2 separate regions of the Sus scrofa genome follow, and region 1 is linked to region 2. The links are chromatin contacts, called in public promoter capture Hi-C maps. All regions are on one chromosome and are shown on one strand. The core of a region is the stretch at or near the end of the contact, and the rest is flanking DNA. Distances in the headings are between cores, read along the strand shown.

What was found. Promoter capture Hi-C pulls out the DNA fragments that hold promoters and counts their contacts.
Region 1: a contact with region 2 is called in a promoter capture Hi-C map of liver, with 4 times the contacts expected there. The contact joins the promoter of ARMC10 here to the promoter of FGL2 in region 2. A contact is called at or near these places in 1 of 5 promoter capture datasets (liver) and 1 of 2 datasets of contacts at active chromatin or transcription factors (alveolar macrophages).

Annotation. Positions count from the first base shown.
Region 1 is chr9:103,177,546-103,183,824 of Sscrofa11.1, reverse strand. ARMC10 (armadillo repeat containing 10) reads right to left here and starts at 4,071. Exons shown (of 6, transcript NM_001244923.1): 1 at 3,878-4,071. The coding sequence starts at 4,016. It overlaps FBXL13 (F-box/LRR-repeat protein 13), which reads left to right and starts at 4,446. Exons shown (of 21, transcript XM_013979811.2): 1 at 4,446-4,577. The coding sequence starts at 4,503.
Region 2 is chr9:102,867,428-102,873,299 of Sscrofa11.1, reverse strand. FGL2 (fibrinogen like 2) reads right to left here and starts at 4,256. Exons shown (of 2, transcript NM_001005152.2): 1 at 3,611-4,256; 2 at 1-1,354. The coding sequence starts at 4,232. The coding sequence ends at 648. The region is part of intron 2 of CCDC146 (coiled-coil domain-containing protein 146); the gene reads left to right.

The DNA.
Region 1 (6,279 bases), core at 2,822-5,321, 310 kb before region 2:
TAAAAATCTGTAGAGCAAAAGAAGCTATCGACAAAATGTAAGACAACCTACGAAATAGTAGAAAATATCTGCAAATCATATATCTGATAAATAGTTACTAGCCAAAATATATAAAGAACTCAAGCAACTCAACAGAAAAAAAACGAAAAGAAACAATCTGACTGTAAAATGGGCAGAGGCTGTGAATGGACCTTTTTCCAAAGAAGACATGCAGACGGCCAACAAGACTCCCCCTGGTGGCCTAGTGGTAAGGATTCAATGCTCCCTCTCTCCAACAAGTACATGAAAGGATGCTGAACATCACTATCTTTAGGGAAACGCAAACCAAAACCACAATTAGCTGTCACTTTACACTTTTTAGAATGGCTGTCCTCAAAAAGAGAAGAGATAATATGTGTTAATGAGGATGTAGAGAAAAGGAAACCCTCATGCACTCTTGATGGGAATGTAAATTTCCAAGCACTATAGAAAACAATATGGAGGGTCCTCAAAAAATTAAAAGAACTACCACATGATCTAGTAATTCTGGGTATTTATTCAAAGAAAATGAAATCACTATCTTGAAAAGATTTTTACACCCCCATATTCACTGCAACATTATTTACAACGGCCAAGACATGGAAAAAATTTAAGAGTCAATCAATGGATGAATGTATAAATAAAAATGTAATACACACATAGACATACAATGGAATGCTATTCAGCCATAAAAAAGGAAATACTGCCATTTGCAACAACATGGATGGACCCTGAGGGCATTATGGCCAGCGAAATAGGTCAGACAATGAGAGACAAATACAGAATGATCTCACTTTTATGTGGAATCTAAAAAATCTGAACTCAGAGAAACAGAGAGTGTCATGGTGGTGGCCAGGTGTTGGAGGATGAAGGAAATGGAAAGATTTTGCTCAAAGAGTATAAACTTCCAGTTATACGGGAAATAAGTACTGGGAGTGTAATATACAGCTTGGTGACTATAGTTAACAATACTGTATTGTATACCTGAAAGTTGCCAGAGAGTAATTTTTTTTTTTTTTTTTTAAGGGCCGCAGGTGTGGCATATGGAAGTTCCCCAGGCTAGAGGTCAAATCGGAGCTACAGCTGCTGGCCTATACCACAGTTCACGGCAACACCAGATCCTTAACCCACTGAGCAAGACCAGGGATGAAATTTGCATCCTCATGGATACTAGTCAGGCTTATTTCTGACAAGCCACAATGGGAACTCTGAGAGTCAATCTTAAAATTTCTCATCACAAGAAAATTTTTAACTATATGTTATACCATCTGTGATGATGGATGTCAACTCAACTTATTATGGTGATCATTTTGCAACATATACAAATGTCACATCATTATGCTGTACACCTAAAATTAATACAAAAAAAAAGATCACCCTCTGAATGGCAAGGATGATGCTGACAAGATGGATATTTCTCAAGTCCTCTTCCAAGAAAATGTGTAACTTCAGGAAGAAGGGACTGTGAGCAAGTCAAGCTGCTTGACCAAGGTAATGTGATTTTGGGAAGCTGTAAAATCATTTAAAAGTAAGACTTTGGAGTTCCCGTCGTGGCGCAGTGGTTAACGAATCCGACTAGGAACCATGAGGTTGCGGGTTCGGTCCCTGCCCTTGCTCAGTGGGTTAACGATCCGGCGTTGCCGTGAGCTGTGGTGTAGGTTGCAGATGCGGCTCGGATCCCGCGTTGCTGTGGCTCTGGCGTAGGCCGGTGGCTACAGCTCCAATTCAACCCCTAGCCTGGGAACCTCCATATGCCGCGGGAGCGGCCCAAGAAATAGCAACAATAACAACAACAACAACAACAACAACAACAACAACAAAAAAAAAGTAAGACTTTGTTAGTGATCATCATCTTAAGTGAGCATAAGTGAGCAGGTAGCTGAGTTCAGGTCACCTGACTAATTACTTATACAGAGGTATCTCTGAAACAAAGAAATTAGGCTTTGAAGTAAGGGCAAGTACAAATCTTTTTTATTTATTTATTTATTTTTATTTTTAGGGCTGCACTCACAGCATATGGAGTTTCCCAGGCTAGGGTTTGAATCAAATCTATAGCTGCTGGCCTACACCACAGACACAGCAACGCAGGACCTGAGCTGCATCTGTGACCTATACCACAGCTCACAGCAATGCCAGATCCTTAACCCACTGAGTGAGGCCAGGGATCGAATTCGCATCCTCATGATTCCTAGTCAGATTTGTTTCTGCTGCGCCACAACAGGAACTTCCAAATCTTTTAAAAAATGGACTTTTTTCTCCATGTGCCAAAAGGGAAATAAACCTTTCCCCGACTTTCTTTTCTTAGTGCGCTTCCCTGAGCAAACTTGTATATCCTTTGTCTGTCCCTTTGATATAAATGTACATCTTTTTAAAAGCTAAGTAAGGATGCAACTAGAGATTATCATACTAAGGGAAGTCAGTCAGAAAGAGAAAGACAAACACCATATATCACATCTGTAATCTAAAATATGGCATTTACAGGAAGAAACAGACTCACAGGCATAGAAAACAGACTGGTGCTAATAAAGTGGGAGTGGGGAGGGAGTGGGAGGGTCTGGGAGTTTGGGGTTCATAGATGCAAACCATTACATTTAGAATGGATAAGCAATGAGGTCCTGCTGTACAGCACAGAAAACTACATCCAGTCTATTGGGATAGCCATGACAGAGGATAGTACAAGAAAGGGAATGTATTATATGTATGACTGGGTCACTTAGCTATACAGCAGAAACTGGCACAACGATGTAAATCAACTGAATACTGAAATAAAAAATAGATTTTAAAAAGTCTGCAGAATTTCATCTATCATTCCAGGCCCTGCAACACTGTGCAGAGTTAGAGGAATCTCTCTGGTAACACCATAAGGTCCCTCCCCCACCATGTCCTCTGCCTTTTGTCTGTGGGAAAACTTTAGCCAAAGAATAAATTTAATCGGAGAAGTGAGAAAATGCAGGAGCCAAGGAAGAGAGTTGAATGAGACCAAATAATAACAGTTTAGTCATTAAGCAAAGTCAAGGACCTTTAGTTCCTCCTCAAGGGCTATAGATAATATTCTGAGCCATATCCTATGAACTATCTTGTAGATATCAAAACCCCCACCAGGTAGAAGAAGTCAACTGCACCGTGATCCGCCTATGGCCGTGATATATGCTGCCACCATTTAGAGAACTAGCCTCAAAGAAATGGGAACAAACCCACCCTGGAACTGAAGACTTAACTGTACTTAAAACAATCAAGATGACACTGGTCAGACCAGGGGTGACCAATTTCAAGAAGACTGTCACAGCTGACTTTGCTGTTTCTGCATGTAGCCCCTCCCTCCGCCTATATAAAGCTTATGCCCACTGACTGTCAGCGGGGCATTCATCCTTTGGACAGAAGTGCCCCCCTCCCATTTCTGGCATCAGAAATAAAGGAAACTTTCCTTTCCACCAACCTTGCCTTTTTATTAGCTTTAGAGCAGCAAGAGGTCAGACCCACACTGGGTAACAACTGAGAGAGAGCAAGCTTCAACGTGAGAGGCAATCAACATGCTTTTGCAAAACTTAATCTGTCCGCTGTGACGCCAGACTCAGGCAAGAGAGTTTGGGCAATTTTTCAACCGGGGTTTTGAACAAAGAAATGGAGGCAGGGAAGCAGCTATGAACCCTACCCCAAACAGGCTGAAGATTCCCCTTCAGCACCTGTTGGGGCTTCCCAACTTCACCCTTCTTACCAGCCTCCCTCCTTCCCTCCCTAGGTGGGCTCCTTATTTTACCCCCTGCACTGAAAAGCCATGAGCGCCTGCGGCGGCTTCAACCCCACCCTGGGAAAGCCCTGTGCCCAGCTGGCCCACCTATTAGGCACCCCAAGGCCTTACCTGCGGACCGCGAGGGGCGCAGTCCAACCCGACGGGCACCTCGCCGCTGGCCCCGCGTCAGCCTGTAAATGCAATAGCAGGCACCGGCCGCAAGGACCAGGCCCGCCGCCACCCAGCCCACGTCCCGGGCGCCGCCCATGCTCTCGCTGGGGCTGCGCGCAGCGCTGGGCCTGGCGGGCAGGGTCTGAAGCCAGCGAGACCCTTCGCCGCCCGAGCTCAAGCAGCCGCGAGAGAAAGGAAATGAGGGTCTGGGCTCCGCCTCCCGGAAGCCGCCCAGTTAAAATATAAAACCGCCCACTCGGGCCTGGATGCGTCCAGGCGGCTTCCTAGAGGCTGGGCGGGGCGAGGGTGAAGCGCTGCTAGCGCTCCAGGCCCCAAAAGGACCCAGGGGGCCTCCACAGCCGCCCAGAGGCGGGCTGGCGCCAGGCCGAGGCCCGCCCCTTTTCCGGCGGCCAGCGGCCGCAGGCTATTGGGGGCCTGGGACCAGTCGGTGCCTAGCCCCTCCCCTCCCCGCCGCGCAGTTGCCAGGGCAACGCCGGGACGCGCTAGCCCCCAGCTCAGGCGAGGCTTCGGAGCCGGGTTTGAAGAGCGGGTGAGCAGCGCAGTTTCAGCAGTGCCTCTGGTCATGGCCTCGTTGCGAGTTGCCAGCCCCAGACTGAGGAACTACTTCAAGGAGAACTACATTCCTCAGGTCTGCGAGGTACTGGAGCCACGTGGCAGCGGACTTAGAAGGAGGAATTGCAAGAGATTTCCCAGACGAGGGCCTAGGGTTTGGCGGGGAGAGGGAATGGAGGTTAGGAGGAATGAAAAGGGAAAGGATGAAGTCAGCTTTTGACAGGTTGGCGGTCTGGGCTGAATATACACATCAGAGAGTTGACGACAGAGGGGTAATGGTGGCTGAAAGGGAAGAAGGGGTGACATCTCCCAGGGAGAAAGAGAAAAGGAACTCAGGACAGAAAACCCCAAACTCCAGCATTTAAGGTTTGGACAAGGAAGAGCCTGAGTACTAAAGGATTGAGAATGAAGTGCCCTAGAGACATAGGAGGAAGAGTAGGAGAGTGTGCCCTTATGGTGAGAGTCACCTAAGATAAGGACCACCTTATCTTAATGTCACCTATCCTTCAGATAAGGATCTGAAAAGATGTGGTGGATTTGGCTCAAGATGAGTTTGGGTATTCATTGGAAGGATGAAGGTAGAAAATACACTGAGGTTGGCTGAGGGATGGAAGCTGAGACCTTTAGATGGAAGTCATTCCTTTGTGAAAAGTACCCCACAACCAGGAGGAAGGACTTGTTTCCCTCCCCACCAAAACAGGAGAGAAGAAAGACAGGGGTGGATAAGTTTTGTAGGTTTGGAGACAGGAAGCCAAGAAAGTTCTCTTCTGGTGATTTCTATTTTTTCTACACATAATGGGTGAAATATTTGCCAAGAATATGTACGTTTGGGTGGGGATGGAAGGTGCAGAAGGGATTTTGAGTAGTTATGTGGAGAAGGAGGGAGAGCTGGAAGTCTAGGGAAGGAAAGAGAAGGAGAGCCAGGTAGTGTTGAGAGCCCAGCTTGGGGTAGTAACCCTCCTATTCAGGTAGGAGAACACTTTGGTACAGTCTTCTCTTTTTTGGATGCTAATGTTAATAAATGCTTTGATCAAGCATTTCCACTTCTCAGGGTTTGCTTTAGGGATATACTTGCACATGTAACCAGAAGGATGTACAAGTATATTCATTATGATATTGTTGCGTAGTGAAAATGGTAAAAACCTAAGTGTGAATAGTGGAATGGGATATTGTGTAGAATAAAGTATACTGTATCTTTTGAGAAGAAAGGCTCTCCATGACATCCTAATTTTTTAAAAAATGGAAAAAATATGCAAGTTGCTTAAAAAAGTATCTACTACAATCTAGCTACCTGTTTTCATATTTGTATGTATATGTGTATATATGTATTTTTATATGTATATGTTTGTGCATATATGTCTATATTTAAGAAAATAATACACTTATAGAACATATGGCAAACTATTAACAGCAAATGTTTTGGGGAATGACTTTAGGGGAGAACTCTAATCGTTTATTCCATATACATCTGTATTGTTTTAGATTATTTATTTATTTATTTATTTTTGTCTTTTTGCCTTTTCTAGGGCCACATCCATGGCACATGGAGGTTCCCAGGCTAGGGGTCTAATCAGAGCTGTTGCTTCCAGCCTACACCACAGCCACAGCAACTTGGGATCTGAGCTGTGTCTGCGACCTACACCACAGCTCACAGCAACACCGGATCCTTAACCCACTGAGCAAGGCCAGGGATCGAACCGCAACCTCATGGTTCTTAGTCGGATTCGTTAACCACTGAGCCACAATGGGAACTCCTGTTTTAGGTTTTTTAGAAGGTTTTTTTTGGC
Region 2 (5,872 bases), core at 3,007-5,506:
GTCTTTAAGGTTAAATTAATTTTCTGAATGCTTTTAGGAGGGACAGTATATTGTCGCATTTTAAAATATTTTAAATAAAATTTAGCATTTCAGGATTAGTACATGAACAGGTTTAATTATACATATTTCCCTTTGCTTGGGAACTAAAATGCTGTAAATGCCATAAATAGAGTAAGTTTATCTCAGAATGAGGAATAGGGTATTTAGAGACAAATAAATACCCAATAGTTATTTAGGGCCTGAAAAGAGTAATATGCCTTCAGATGTCTTCAAGTCTCAGGCAAAATACAGATTACTCGTGTAAAATTTAGCCTGCTGAATAAGCAATTATTTTTAGTTCGAGTGAGTAAGATGAGCAATAAAAACTTTTCAAATAGAAGAAAGTAAGAGAATTATAAATCTAATGTGTAATTCTCAATATTCCCCTTGCTTGCAAGTGTTTATTTGGATAACAGTGTAACAGCAACAAAGGACTTCTTTACAAGGCATATTTTTCAGCTTTATTTCAAATCCTGTATAGCATAAGAACCCATTGCTCAGAGATAAGTTTTAAGCCATGAAGAGGAGTATGAAACACATTCCAAAGTGCTGAAGGAATTAATTGCCCTATTAGGAAATGAATACCCAGAGGAATAAGCATTAGTGATTTATGGCTTAAAGTACTTGGGTCTGATCATCATTTTGGCTTCTTTGAAAGAGGACCTGTAGCCACCAGGTTGTGCCTCACTTATACCAGGCCAGGTGCCCCAGAAAATCCCATTTCGAACACCTCTGTATTTTTGGTTATAATATTTGCCATTTAAGTTTGCAGAAAGACAAGCATCAAACCACCAACCCGAGCTGTAGTAGAGCCCACAGTTCCCAGAGGGATATCGATCGTTGTCTCTATCTGGGGTGGTGAAATACTTCATGTCATGGTTGTAATGTTTACTGAAACGCAAGGCATCTCCAGCGGTGCCGTTATAGTTACCAATGTGTAGACGGTATTTGAGAAACTCGTTGGCCACATAAAAGTGATCATACAAGGCATAGAGCTTGATACCATTAAAGTCCTCAAGATCTATTCTTAGAATCATATCCTTACTCTTAGTCAGAAGATGAATTTTATCATTCCCCAACCAAAATTCTCTTCTGAGGTTTCCAAAGCCAACTTTGTAGTCTCGCCATGTTCTGGTGAAGTTGGTGCTTCCATCAAGACGTGCCTGCAGCACTGTCCAGCCTCCCCCCATGGTCTCCATGTCACAGTAAACTTCAAAGCTACTGTTTTTGGGATCCGGTGTAACTCTGTAGATCTCACTGCTCCTTTTGCCTATTGTGTAGTATTCAGAGCAATCTTTATATATAAGATGTTGAACTGAAGGAGTGAAAAAAAAAATAAAGGCATTGGATTTTGTTAATAAAAACTATGCATTGAAAGAATTCTTTAGATGTACAAAAGCAGTTTGATAACTCAGTCAATGGTGATAATGAAACCTGGCTCTGCTAAACGTACTTGAACCTATTTGGCAAATGCTTGTTAAAGGCCTCAGAACAAGAACCTGGTGTTATAAAGCAGACCAAGCTCTCCAACACTTTCTTGGTTGGTGATAATATTGATAATGTGAACAGCAAACATCACCAGCAAGAAATAAAGAGAATAGTCTCAATAATTCCGTAATATTTCATAAGGGCTCCCCAGTTGCTCTAGGCATTTGGCCAATGACTTGATAACATTTTCACACTTGGTCTGCACGTGAACTGTATGACGTAGATATTATTACCATTCTGCTGGTGAGAAAGAATATTTAGGCTCAAAGGAGATCACTGGCTTTCCCAACTTCACAGAAACTTTCAGTGGCAGAGCCAGGACACAAACTCAGATCTGGTTGGCTGCAAACCTTGTCCTTGTAAGCACTGTATCCCTTGGCCCTGAAGGTCAGGTGATTCCACTTCTCCCGGAACTGCATTCCATGCAGGCAGAGGAAACACATGCTTCTGTTTCCTTTGACCTAGAGATGCTAATAGCCTCCACTTTGAGGACATTTTATAGGATTTTTCCAATTGATACATTAAAATTCTAAAGTACAGCACTGATCAACATTTCCATTTATTTTACTTGCTTGACAATTAAAGAAGTTCAAGTTAAAAAATTTAATTATATACCAGTATTCTTCTTCTGAATTTATTATCCAGGAAAATATTTAGTGTTTCACGTTTGGATTCTAGAAGGAAACCACACGTACTTGTATTCAGAATAAGTATAATAATCAGCTACTGTGGTTCTGCAGGAATCAAATACAGACATTTACTCCCAGATAATTTCTATAAAAATAGGTGCTAGATAAAGCAAGTTTGGTAGAAGACACTATGAGCCACACTTAATCTATTCATGTATATTTAGAACTCAAACATTCAGATACTTGCCCCAATCTTAGTAGAAAAACAGGCAGTAGACTCTTGTTCTTGTCATTACAAACTGCCATGAAGCATCCCGTCTAACAAGCACCCAGGTGTGTTACCTGACTTGAACCTCTGCCTTGCAATGTGCAGGGTACCCTTAGATACAGGCTGCTGGGAGTAATAACAACAGTGGTCCATGAAACTCCCAACTCCCTTCACTCCTAGATTCCCTGGGAATGGAGCACGCATAAGGTAGGTACTTGTTCCAAATGAATACCATCTCTGCTGCAAGTGCCATATCCTTTAACCTCACACTTACAATAAGCAGAAATTCTAATGCAGAGATGCCTTTCCAAAATGTAATAAGACCACAGTCAGCAATGGCCCTAGGAACTCATGTGGGGAAAACCAGGGTTTGGGAGAACCAGTGCCACAGCCAGCAGTTCTTGTGCAGAGTAGACAGTTAGGTTTGTGATCTTTTTTTACTAAAGTTAATTTATTTACTAAAGTTAATTCAGATAATCTGGATGGGGAAGATGGGTTCTATTGTCACATGCTTGAATTCTAGTGAAAGAGAGGAAGGAATAAGAACATATTCCTAACTTTAGTGGCATATCAAAACTCCCCTTAAAATGCTTTTGTGCCACTAGATCTCAAAGCAAACAGTTGTGCACACATGTGAAGCCTACAAGCTGCTTTTATTTCATCTATAAAGTCTTTGCTTTCCACGAGATATTTGGGATTATGAACTACAGATTACTTGCTAAAATCTTTCAAAGGTCTCTTGTTGCCACACAAGCAGCAATCACCCGACCACAAAAAAAAAAAAAACCAAAACCTGATTTCCAGAGTACAACCACAAACACTGCCTTATCTCCATTGTTTTCAGACATTCCAGTGAAGAGATAAATGTTAAACACAATGACACGTTAAGAAATTTGCCTTCTCCACTCTGTTTGTGTGTAGTTCTGGCGTCAGCACATAAGGTCTTTGAAATTCAAAGTGCTTTCTAATGGAGACAGAACTCTTTATGATTTTTTTTGGTTCCTTAGGTCTTCTAACCTTTCTGTGGTCACATCTGCAAAGACAGTAGTTTTGCCTGTACTACCTTGATGCATAAAAGGCTTAATTTACTTAATCTGTCCTTTATTTTCCCAGGTTAATGTTTATGGGTATTGTCTAGCTATAAAACATTCCGGAACAAATGATAAGAAGGCATTATTATACATACCCGGACGTGACTGTATTTGTTCTTGACTGGGACACCGCGATGAACATTTGCCATCCAAACTATTGACAGCAAACGTTAGGTTTGCCACCTTGTTATCAACGTAATTTTCTATGTTGTTCATATTTACAAGGCTCAGCTTCTCCAGGCGACCCTGAAGCCCGTCGATCTCTTCCTTGGCATTCTTCAGGTCAGAGGACAGCTTGTTAACCTCGTTCTCCAATTCTCTAACTCTGCTGTCATCAGCTTCTCCCGGGGCTCCTGTGCCCGGTGACAGCAGTCCATTCCTGCCTGGGTCTCGGTTGTCGTCAGCCTGCAGTCTGCAGTCTTGGCAAGTCTTCTTCAGGCTGTTCACAATTTCCTTGAGGTTCTGGACCTCTTTGAACACCTCCTCAATCCTGCCAAACTGCTTGGGGAGCTGAAGAGTCAAGGGGGGCAGGTTCACCTGGTAGGGACACCCGCCTACCTCTTCGCATTTCCCTCTGCTTTCTAGTCTCACCGGGCAGGCGTCCTTGGCTGCTTCATCTTTAATTTCCTCCGTCTCATTGTTGGCCACGACCAAAAAGCCATAAGCCGCGAGGACAGCGGAGCTCAGCCAGCACCAGTTCGACAGCTTCAGCTTCATCTCTGCGGTGGCGCTCACCCCAGCAGGGGAGGCTGCCGGCTCGAGCTGTTTTAAGAGCAGCAGCTGCCTGCCTGAGTCAGGCTTTCTGTTCTCAGAAAAGGGCGGGAGCACTTTCATCACAAGGTTCACAAACGCAGAGGAAAAGGAGACTGTCCTCATCCAACTAGGCTTGCCAAAAACTGTCACTGATCCGCAATCCAAATAATCCGCTTTGGAATTCCTGTACTCAGAGGCACATATTCAACACGTTTCACTCATCGTTTATTTTTTAAAAGCACAAGAAGAACCTTGGGTTTTAAAATAATTATACGTGAAATGAATCATTCCATTGTACTTAACTCCACAGTGGGGGCAAGAGTTTTTAAAGATAAAAATAAATGTGCTAATTATCCGGATTGTGCAAAGGAACAGAAATATTGCAGAAATGGAAATGGTTCTTTTTCCTTTCTGGAAGGGGGCATTAGGAATCCTGTATTTTCTTCTCATTGGGCTTTCAGACAGACTCTCAGGCACTTACAATTTTAAATGTAACGAAGTTCAGCTTTTTCTGCCTCTTGCAGTAGACTTTGTTTCATCTATTTGAGATCAGAAGAAAACTGATAGAGAAAAAAGTGCTACTTTCTATCCCTTTGACTACAGCATAGTGCAGCACAAATGTCTAGATGACAGAAACACATAAAAGCACATCACTGCCTTACAAAGGCAGCCTCCTCCTTTGCCTTTCACTATTTTTGTGATTGCACTGTCCTTCCACGGCCGCTGAATGTGAGTCTTTGAACTACTCCCCTCTCTTTCTGATTCTTTTTGTGTCCAGCATCTTTGCCTTCCCTTCCCACTGGCAGCCTGGTGGTCCCCTCTCTGTGCTTTCTGCCTTCAGCGTACATCCCTCTACCTGGACTGTGTGCCACTTGCTGTATCACTACCTTGCCCCACACATGTCTGCAGCATGACTGTTCACACTTGTCAAACTTTCTCTTTAGGGTTTTCCAGCTTTTCTCCTGAGAGGCTGAGGGCAGGGAGAGGGAACAGCTTCAATTGGAGAAACCACCTCCTTTTAATTTGTTTTGCATATTGGTGTCTCATATATAAGATTTTTATTTAAAAAGGGATTTTATTGCTTAATTTCAAAAGTATGGCTAAAAATCCAAATTCTTATTATTCTTATATTATTTAAAGCACCCTGTAATCTGTCTCCTATTTATTTCTTTAACCTGATTTCCTACTATTTTTCTAAATACTTCTCTAGCCCAGCCAAACTGTTGACATCCTCTGACCTATTCAAACTTAACTATTCATAATCTCTAAATGTGTCAGGCTTACTTTACACTCTGGAGACCTGGATTCCACCCACGGATCAACTTCTTGCTGGATAGATAGATAGATAGATAGATAGATAGATAGATAGATAGATAGATAGGGATAGATAGAGATATCTAATATATATATGGATATTCTCTCTCTCTCTCTCTCTCTCTCTCTCTCTCTCTCTCTCTCTCTCAGCCAGGGACTGAGACCAAACTATAGCAGTGACCCAAGCCACAGCAGTGACAATGCCAGATCCTTAACTGCTAGGCCACCAGGGAACTCCTCTTATTGTATATATAGATCATTAACTTTGCTGACCCTTGTTTCCTGTAACT